Linked DNA regions of Capsicum annuum: region 2 is linked to region 1. Evidence: chromatin contacts called from public Hi-C data. All regions are on one chromosome and are shown on one strand. Each heading gives the region's core, a stretch centred on a gene start, on an enhancer-like site or on the middle of the called end of the contact. The rest is flanking DNA. Distances are from core to core; before and after follow the strand shown. Region 1 overlaps LOC107858843 (protein CHROMATIN REMODELING 24). Region 2 holds the start of LOC107839875 (tRNA uridine 5-carboxymethylaminomethyl modification enzyme MnmG).

Evidence for each region. A called contact is a pair of places that touch in the nucleus more often than the background predicts.
Region 2: a Hi-C map of leaf shows a contact between it and region 1, with 2.3 times the contacts expected there. The contact joins the promoter of LOC107839875 here to the enhancer-like site in region 1. A contact is called at or near these places in 3 of 5 Hi-C or Micro-C datasets (leaf and placenta).

Annotation. Positions count from the first base shown.
Region 1 is chr1:152,435,046-152,440,703 of UCD10Xv1.1, reverse strand. LOC107858843 (protein CHROMATIN REMODELING 24) reads left to right here. Exons shown (of 30, transcript XM_047397991.1): 24 at 1-109. Among protein-coding and RNA genes, the nearest start is that of LOC107858843, 15 kb to the left of the region's middle. Within about 2 kb of position 3,108, at least 1 of the 5 cell types and tissues checked has an H3K27ac peak or open chromatin away from gene starts, as enhancers often do. A contact at or near this core is called in leaf, where this site is marked.
Region 2 is chr1:152,520,737-152,526,119 of UCD10Xv1.1, reverse strand. LOC107839875 (tRNA uridine 5-carboxymethylaminomethyl modification enzyme MnmG) reads left to right here and starts at 2,610. Exons shown (of 13, transcript XM_016683525.2): 1 at 2,610-2,869; 2 at 3,817-3,968. The coding sequence starts at 2,677.

The DNA of each region.
Region 1 (5,658 bases), core at 1,859-4,358:
GGATAACCAAAGTGTTGATCGAGCCTACAGAATTGGGCAGATGAAGGATGTTGTTGTTTATAGATTGATGACTTGTGGTACTGTTGAAGAAAAGATTTATCGGAAACAGGTACATACTTTGTATATATGCTTGAACCAGTTGTGGTAAATATGCAATAGGTTTTTGATGAATGAGTGATCTTCAGTAGTTTGTGACCCTAAATGTTTAATACATCAACTGCTAAGTGCATATTATTGTAGGTTATCTTGAGAACTATGGTAATCATTATCTAATGTAACTAAACTAATGCCTATTCCGCTGGAGTGTAAGCTAGCATTATAGTCTTTGTAGCTAACTGCATGGTCCTTGTGTCATTAAGAACTCTAAAATCAAAGATTTGTTTTGTTGTATGTGTAAAATGAGAGAAACGAAGAATTCTAATTGAAATTGGTTCACAAGAGGTAAGGTTGCGTGCGTCTGTACAACCTTTAGTCTATTCATAAAATAAATAATTACTTTTTACGTTCATGAAGAGTTTTAGAAAGTTTGATATATATCATGAAGAACTGGTAGAAAATATAAAGCTTGGAGGCTCACGTTAAGCGCCGTTAGCTAACGTAAGCCGACAGCGGAAAATGGCCCGAAAACGATAGACGAAAGCGAAGCTAACTACCAATACTTCACCTCAACAACCATCAACAACAATCAGACCCAAGTTCTAGAATAGTTACATCGGAAACGGGGGTTCCTTAACCACTACCTACAGTCCAACTATCCGAATGGGTGTCGGGGGCTAGTAGTGGCTCGAAGGCCTACCAAGCTCCGACGAAAGCTCCCACACAAAAATCTCAAATTACTCAAACCACCAAAACCCTGACTGAAAACGCTAAAGCCAGGGGAGGTCTCAACGTACGCGATGAGGAAGCTCACTTTCTCGACAAGCTCCAAACCAAATGAGACACAACAAAGCAAGCCTTCGATGATGGGTAAGCAACTTAAATACTTCCCACCAGTGATGAAGAATGGGGTTAAAATGGTTAAATTAAATCTGACTGAAGTGGAGAAACAACAAAGGAAATGGAATTGTGCCTTAATAGGTTACGTCGTTGGGAAGAACCCGTCATTCAAACAGATGTTGCACTATGTGTATACATTCTGGAAATTTGTGGAAACACTTAAGTGTGTTTTTGCATGATGATGGCTACTTTATCTTTCTGTTTGTGAATGAAGCTGATAGAGCTAAAGTTCTCAATAATGGCCCTTATACGCATGATTATAGAGCCTTTGTGCTGAAATCATGGCATGGGTACCAAACTTCCAGAGGAGTAAAGAATCTCTGAAACAAGTGCCACTGTGAGTTATTCCCCTATCTACCTATTCAATACTGGGCTATTGAGAACTTGAGCAGAATAGCTAGCTACTTAGGTAAACCAGTGTGCACTAATAGCCTAATTGTTGGAGAGGGGAGGATATCCTATACTAGAATGTTGATAGAAATGAATGTGACACAACCATTACCTGAACATATGTTGGCTGAAGAACCTGATGGAAATACCAGAAGACAGAACTTAGACTATGACTTGTGGCCATAATACTGCCAAGACTGCATAGTTTTAGGAAACAGACTAAACAACATCCTGAACCTCCCAAAGTACCAACACTAACACAGGAGAAGATATGGATCCTCACAATGGTTGCCAAAAGTTGCTCCTATAGCTGCACTAGCCCAAAAAGAGCACCTCATACCTGCTGATATTGGTAATCCACAAGAGCATGATTCCAGGAGGAACAAGGGGAAAGAGAAAGTAGGAGCAATGCAAGCTTCAAATTCAAATGTAGGAAGTAGTCAAACCAGTGAATTAGAAGAAAGAAACATACAAGATGCATATGCTCTTAGCCTTTGTCCTGAGCAGCCCTCACAAGCTCCACATGATCTTCTGCTCTTGGAACATAAAAGGGCTGAATCAACCCTTTAAACTGAAGGAGCTAAAACCCTTTCTGGCTCAAAATAAAATGGATTTACTGGGGTGCTTGGAGACAAAAATAAAGTACAATAAAAGAGATACTATTACAATGCTACTAGGTAAGGAATGGACTTGCACAACTGACTATAATGCGGACCACACAAGAAGAGTATGGATATGCTGGAAACATCAACAGGACAATGTCACAATTGTATTAACCACACCACAGTTGGTTCACTGCTATGTGGAAGGTAAAGGGTCCAGTTTTGTTAGTTTCATGATCTCTGTCTATGGATACAACACCACTATAAGCAGGAAAGACATCTGGGAACACCTGGGAAGTATTCATAATACTATAAATGACCTTTGGGTCATACTTGGTGGCTTCAATACCGGACTTTCTACAATAATAGACTCAATGGGGCCCCTGTTCAACAAACTGATGTACAAGATTTCCAAGACTGTATAGAGCAGTTAAGACTCCGCCTACTACCCAAAAGAGGTTGTGACTATACTTGGTGCAATAGAACAGAATAGACTGGATACTAGAAAATGCAGTTTGGTTTATGAAGTATGGAGCTCTAGATGCTGTATTCAAGCAGCCAGGGTGTTCAGATCATTCACCCATTACTGTCAACACAGAAGTGCTTCTTCAGATTACTAAAAGACCCTTTAATATACTTAATGTCTTACTAAACCAAGACCAGTTCCAGAGTATAGTTAAAGAAGTCTGGGGTCAAAATATACAGGGTTGTGCAATGTACTTAGTTTGGCAAAGGTTACTGAGGATTGGAGCTAAGGCTAAGTCACTGAATCAACAGATGTCATCATTGGAGTAGAAAATACAAAAGTTGAGAACAGAGCTGCAACAAGTGCAAACAAACTTAAATGAAAATCTATTTAATACAAACTTGATCCAGCAGGAGAAAAAGTACTTGCTCAACTACAGAAGTGGGAATTGATAAATGAATAAGTATTGAGACAGAAGTCCAGGGCAACTTGGATAGCACATGGACACTCAAAATATTTTCATGCTCACCTGAAGAATAGACAAGCAAGAAATAGAAGTGGCTCAGTCTGTAATGATCAAGGAACTAGGGTCATAGAACCATCACAAGTACAATAGGAATTCACTCAGTTCTTTCAATAACTCTTGGGCTCTGCAGCAAGTGAATTACCTTGCATTAATATTGACATAGCAAGAGATGGTCCATGCCTACACATTGAACAACAGAAACAATTACTACAAGCAGTGACAGAATAGGAGATTTTTGATACAATCCAACACCTCCCATGTGACAAGGCACCAGATATTGATGGCTTTCCCATAGAATTTTTTAAAAATAACTGGTTAGTAGTGGGTCAAGAGGTCACTGCAGCAGTTCTACAATTTTTTTAAAATGAAAAACTGCTTAAAAAGTATAAACTGTGCGACTATCACACTTGTCCCTAAAGTAGCCAACCCTAACTTTGTGAAGGAGTATAGACCAATAGCATGCTGTACTGCTTTATATAAGATTATTGCAAAAATACTTACTGCAAAACTGAAGCCTATGGTAGATGTTATAGTGGGAAATTCACAATCTGCATTCAGAGGGAAGAAACATCTTAGATAATGTAGTAGTTGCACATGAACTGATTAGGGGATATGGGCAGAAGTATGTTTCTCCAAGACGTTTCATGAAAATTGATATAAAAAAAGTTTATGATTAAGTTGAATGGGGAATCCTGCAAATGATTCTTGCTGAATAAGGCTTCCCTGCTAAGATGATTGACTGGATAATGACGTGTAACTACTGTTAGCTACTCTATCCTGGTAAATGGAAGCTTAACTGATAAGTTTGCTGCTAAGAAAGGGCTTAGACAGGGAGACCCTATGTCCCCATATCTCTTTGTGCTGGTGATGGAGTGCCTAAACAAATCCTTGAAACAATTGAGGCACAACCCAAACTTCAACTACCATTCGAGGTGTGCCAACTTACAATGGGAGAAATTCCCTTCAAGTACTTAGGGGTGCTACTCTCATTTAGGAAATTGACTATCCAACAGTGCATGCCTCTGGTTGAGAAAATAGTAGCAAGATTCAGTGTTGGACTGCTAAACTACTATCCTACAGTGGCAGTTTGCAGCTAATTAGGAGTGTAATATTTGAAATGCAAGCATACCAGTACAAGTGTTCTTACTGCCTAAGAAAGTTATCTCCATAGTTACACATATATGCAGGGTATTTCTCTAGATAGGAGGTGTTGAAAACTCAAAGAAATCACTGGTTGCTTGGGACACTATGCGCCTTTCCAAAGCTGCTAGGGGCTTGAACATAATTGAATTTGAAAGATGGAACAAAGCTGCTATATGTAAATTATTATGGGCATTGTCAAACAAGGAGGACACTTTGTGGGTCCAATAGATTCACAACTTCTATATCAAGGGCAGAGACTTGGTATCAATGAACACACCTAAACAAGAAAGTGTTTGATGCTAGGAAAGGGTTTCCAACTGTCAACCCAATGCAACACCTATCACAATTTACAGTGGGCACAAAATTTAGTATAAAAAAACTATACTAATTAATGCTACCTCAACAACCCAAGGTTGTATGGAGAAATTTGGTGCAATCCCAAGGAACTATCCCAAGACACCAATTCATAGTATGGCTGGATTTACATGGAAGGTTAGCAACTGTTGAAAGACTTGAAAAATAGGGTATAAGTGTAGATGCTGGATGTGTACTTCGTGGTATAGGAACTAAAGAAACCTTTCAGCACCTATTCTTTGAATGTCCTTATTCTAAAACTATTTGGAGTACTCTCTTGAAGTGGATATGCATTACCAGACAAGTACACACATGGACAACTGAAATCAAGTGGCTGACTAGTGGTGTACACACTTCAAAGGCAAGACTACAGATCCTGATATTCTTGTTTGTTGCCACAGTCTACCAAGTCTGGATTGAAAAAAATGGAAGAAGATTCAAGACTCAACAGAAAAATGCTTCACAGCTGATAAAAGATATCTGCCTTCAAACTCATATTAAAGGTCAATCACAGTGTAAATGGCAGGAAATATTAGCAAAGCTGAATAGCTATTCAGTCTAGTATAGATATGTTTGAAAATTGTAATAGCTAAAAGAGACAGAAAAGTGTTTGTACTACAAATGTTACTGGTTGAAATAAAATGATTTTCTTTCGATCAAAAACAATACAAATCATTATTCTTCTAAGACGGAAAAGGCTCAAAAATACTCCTGAACTATCTGAAATAGCTCAAAAATGCCCCTCGTTAGATTTTTGGCTCAAAAATACCCCTTCGTTAAATATTTGGCTAAAAATACCCCTCCCTCTAACGGAATTCGGGAAAGGATCAAAAATACTCCTGAACTATCTGAAATGGCTCAAAAATACCCCTCTGTTAAATATTTGGCTTAAAAATACCCCTCTCCTTAACGAAATTCCATCAAGCATGCCACCCAGATAAAAAAAAACTACGTGACTATACCACATTACCATCCACATGTAAAATGTTAGTATTTTTTAATTATATGACATTCCTTTCTTCTTTATTTTTATTTTTATTTAAAAACGTCAGTGAAACAGACAAAACTTATATGACTTTTTAATTTTTAATCAAAGTAGACAAACGATGGTTACATAATATTTTTTTTGAAAAAATTTATTAAATGTAACATCGCTATTATCAAATTTCTTTGGTCATCTA
Region 2 (5,383 bases), core at 1,361-3,860, 86 kb before region 1:
CATGGTAGAGTCAACTTTTGCCCATGGGGCATAATTTGTAGTTTGAAAGTCCTTGAGCTAATTAAATCCTGCCTCTAAGGCAAGAGTTGTAGAACATCTCTTAAATAAAAACATAACATGGTAGTTTAACTCTTGCCTGTGGAGCATAATTTGTAGTTTGAAAGTCCTTAAGCGAAGTCTTGCCTCTAAGGCAATAGTTGTAGAACATCTCATAAATGAAAATATAATATGGTAGAGTCAACTTTTGCCCATGAGGCATAATTTGTAGTTTGAAAGTCTTTGAGCTAATTAAGTCTTGCCTCTAAGGCAAGAGTTGTAGAACATCTCATAAATAAAAACATAACATGATAGTGTCAACTCTTGTCCGTTGGGCATAATTTGTAGTTTGAAAGCCCTTGAGCTAAGTCTTGCCTCTAAGGCAACAGTTGTAGAACATCTCATAAATGAAAGACATAACGTGGTAGAGTCAACTCTTGACCGTGAGACATAATTTGTAGTTTGAAAGTCCTTGAGCTAATTAAGTCTTGCCTCTAAGGCAATAGTTGTAGGACATCTTATAAATGAAAACATAACGTGTTAAAGTCAACTCTTGTCCGTGGGGCATAATTTATTTTTTAAAAGTGCTTGAGCTAAGTTTTATCTCTAAGGCAATAGTTGTAGAACATCTCATAAAAGAAAATATAACGTGGTAGAGTCAACTCTTGCCCGTGGGGCATAATTTGTAGTTTGAAAATCCTTGAGTTAAGTTTTGCCTCTAAGGTAAGAGTTGTAGAACATCTCATAAATAAAAATATAATGTGGTAGAGTTAACTCTTGCTCATAGGGCATAATTTGTAGTTTGAAAGTCCTTGAGTTGAGTTTTTCCTCTAAGGCAAGAGTTGTAGAACATCTCATAAATGAAAACATAATATGGTAGAGTCAACTCTTGTCCGTGGGACATAATTTGTTGTTTGAAAGTCCTTGAGCTAAGTCTTGCCTTTAAGGCAATAGTTGTAGAACATCTCATAAATAAAAATATAACGTGGTAGAGTCAACTCTTCCCCGTGGGGCATAATTTATTGTTTGAAAGTCCTTGAGCTAAGTCTTGCTTCTAAGGTAATAGTTGTAGAACATTTCATAAATGAAAACAAACGTAATAGAGTCAACTCTTGCCCATGGGGCATAATTTGTTGTTTGAAAGTTTCCAAGCCAAGTCTTGCCTCTAAGATAATAGTTGTAAAATATCTCATAAATCAAAATACAATGTGATAGTGTCGCCTCTTGCCCATGAAACATAACTTGTTGTTTGAAAGTTCTTGAGCTAAGTCTTGCCTCTAAGACAGTAGTTGTAGAACATCTTATAAATGAAAACACAACGTGGTAGAGTCCAACTCTTACCCGTGAGGCATAATTTGTTGTTTGAAAGTCCCTGAGCTAAGTCTTTCCTCTAATGTTAAAGTTATAAAACATCTCATAAATTAAAATACACTGTGGTAGTGTCGACTCTCGCCCATGAAACACAACTTGTTGTTTGAAAGTCACAAGTCTTGCCTCTACAATGTAGTGGTGTCAACTCTTGCCCATGAAACGTAGCTTATTATTCGAAAGTTGTAAGTCTTGCCTTTATAATGTGATAGTGTCAACTCTTGCTCATGAGATGTAACTTGAATGGAAGAAATCAAAGAAAACAACAAAAATAATAAAAATTACGAAAAAAGAAGAAAAATATTAAAAAACAAGAATCAAAGAAAATGTAGAAATTGAGAGAAAATAGGAAAAAAAATAAAGGTTGATGAAAAAAATTAAATAAAAATAAAGGCCGAGAAAAATTTTAAAAGAAAAAAATCAAAGATTTTTTTTTATTACAAAAGTAGACGTTGAAAGATGTAAAAAAAATAAGGGTTGAGAAAAACTAAAAAGAATAAAAAAAAAAGAAGAAAGAAAAAATAAAAAATAATATAAAATAATAAAGAAAGAAGTTGAGAGAAAAAAAAGAAAAAAGTGAGGGTTGAGAAAAATAAAAATAAAAAGAGAAAATAAAAAAGAAAAATCAAAGTAAAATTAAAAAAAGAAAAAAAATAGAAAAAGTTAAAAAATATAAATATGGAGTTGTTATCAATTATGATATTTATGTAATTACTTCATTGATCAGAGATAATTTTATCCAAAAAAATATTAGTTAATAGATAAAGGCTATTTTAAGAATTTTTTTTTAATTTAAGGCTAAAATTTGAAAGCCACTCCAATTTGATCTATTTTTGAGATTCACCCATTTTCCATGTCCATCTCCCTTGGAACATCAAAGCACTCCTCAAATTTACTTTTCTAAATTAAAACTAAAATAATGGATCAAATTCATAACTAAACACTTAACCATACTCGAGAGATCTCAAGTTCGAGTCTCTTGGGTATAGAGTCACCTTTATTAAGAAATGTGCTATTTTCAGTATAGAACTTTTTAATGCGAGTTTAAATTTAATTATATTTCAATACAGATATCAAACATCGGGTGAGAAACCAACGAAACAAAATCCAAAATGGACAAATATTTAAAAGAGGTTGGACACATTGTAATTTTTGAAACTTTGGGGGTGTACACCAAAACTTATACACAAATGACAAAATAGAGGGGTATTTCAAAAGAAATTTATCTCTCCATATAATGAGCTTCAACAGCTTGTACACCTCTGAATTTTAATGGCGACTGTTCTTTCTCTGAACTGGACCCGGTTCGCTTCCGGTTTACCGGTTCCCCGCTCTTTTGCCTTTCCATTTCTTCGTAAACAACGTCAAGTCCTCAGATTCTACCGGAGCTTCCGGTTTTCCGGTAGCTTCTGCACTCTGTACTCCTCAGCTACCCGTCCTTACACTGTCGTAGCTCAATTGAATGGTAAGTAGAAACACATCATTCTTCGTGTAATTATCCAAAAAAAAATAAAATATAAGTTTAATTTGAAAATGTTTATATATGTACTGATTTGATTCTATTTGAATTTGCTACTGGACACCACTTTATCAAAAAGAAAATTTAGGAACTACGTGAAAAGTGACAACATTTAACTTTCTCGTGATTAGTGACTAATACTCCCTGCATCCCAATTTATATGGTGCAACTGGAATTTCGAGAGTGAATAAGTTTTTTTCTTTTCGACGGAGATTTTTTTATGCATTTTAAATATTATTGTGATTTACAGTACTTTTACGTAGTTTACAGAAATATATATTTTATTTCAAAAAACTTAAAGCTTCTATGTCCAAATTTACAGTCAAAGTTTAGAAATTTGAATCTCGAAATTCGAACTGTGCTACATAAATTAGGACAGAGGGATTACTTAGAAATGCAAATATGTAATGAAGGAGAATTGTGTTGATATGGGGGTAATCACATACATTGATGTGGAAGTTCATCTTCTTCCCAACAACAAAACTTTCAAATAAAAGGAAATAAAGAAGGGAGGGAGGTTCCATAATTAGTTTGACGAAACAACTTAGAAAATAAAGATACAATTTCATAACATGAGCCTAATGAAATATCTCCTCTTGTATATATAGCCCACAGTGCACACGCTCCTTAACCAGGGTCCCAAATGTACTTTGATTTTCGACAGCTTCCTTGGTGGATGCTTGGTCCTGCTTCTCGTTCCAATGGATCCAATTTCACCATATTTATTATCTTGTGCCTCATTCATAACAAGATAGTTTGCTAACATTTTGATAATATAAACCAGAGAAGTCAGTAGTACTGTGCAGTCATGTGTATTTTTTTTTTTTTGAAGGTAACAAATTCAGTCGTGTTTTCTGCTGAAAACTTCTGATGCATTATCAAAAATTTGGCAGGCTCGAGTAGTTATACTGAAGTGGGTGATGAAAGATATGACGTGATTGTGGTGGGAGGAGGCCACGCAGGATGTGAAGCTGCCCTTGCTTCAGCACGATTAGGGGCGAAAACACTGCTTCTTACTCTTAATATTGATCGCATCGCATGGCAGGTAACTAGAACTCGTATTTTCTCGTTTTTGGACTGAGCCTATTTGAATTGACTTATATTAGGCACCCAAGGGTGTGGACTAGTGGTCAATGAAATCGGTTGACAACATGAGGTCTCAGGATCAAATTCCAAATTCCAGCAGTGATAAAAAAATACTAGGTGCTTCTTCCTATATGTCCTGGCCTTGGTGGACAGAGTTACCAGGTGGAATTAGAGGTGCAAGAGCTGGCTTGGACACCCTGGTTATTAAAAAAAGTTGACTTATTTTAGGTGCTTCAAAATAGCTTTTAGGCACTTTTGTAGCGTTTGGGTAAAACAAAAAAGTGCTTTTAAGCACTTGTTTTAAAGCCATAATAACAAAACTAAGCCAAAAGCCATAGTTTCCTAACTTATGGCTTTAATTCCCCATTACGTGCAATGTACTTTCTATTCATTGGTGTTTATTTTTTACTAACATTAAGTTATATTTGTTCGATAATGGGCACTTTGTCTCCTTATATGGTTTTGGACAATTAGGAATGACAATGGGGCAGTGCGGGTGCGGTGCGGTGCGGGTTTTAAGCTATGCGATGCGGGTTAAAGTAATTTTTTTTTAAAATGGTGCGGTGCGGTGCGGGTTGCGGATATATGCGGGTTTAAAATAACAAAAAAGCTGAAAATTAATATTGTTCTCGTGAATATACCTAAAATTATATGTGTTCTTTACTTAAATTTTATGATACTTAAAACTACATGCATAACACTACAAATAAATAATTTTATAGTAGCTTTTTTAACATCTCTATTCATTTGAATAAAAATATGATATTTGATCATTACTTGTACACGCTATACTTTTTGACAATTTTTTAGCGAAAAGTGCTATAATAGAAATTAGTTATTATTTTCTAGTTGTAGATTTGAAAATATTATGATTTTCAATAGAGTTACAAATTTTTCAAAAAAAAAGGGAAAAAGTAAAAACATGGGGCGTTGTGGTGCGGTTATGGGTATGAATGTGGGGCGGGTTTATGTGGGTTTAAATGTCATGCGGTGCGGTTTTAAAACTTGCGGGTTTAGTAAAAACCCGCACCACACCCGCACCGCACCGCACCATTGTCATCCCTATGGACAATCCTTCGGTCATGTGCTAGCTTTTCGGGTTGAGTTAGGCCTAAGGTCTATTTCTTTAACAATCTTCTTTGACCATTTTTTAAATCAAGAAAATTGTGGCATAGGAATATGAAACTATAATTTTAGAAGAATGAATTGATCTAATCTCAGTTAGCTCCACAAAATGGTCAAACTGACAATGATAAGATCAGAATGGCAAATAATTTGGAGCAGAAGGAAGTCTACAACTACGTAATTTTAAAAAATAAGGTTGGAATTGACAGACTTGATTGCTTCTTCCCAAGGGACAATTTGTAAATTTGT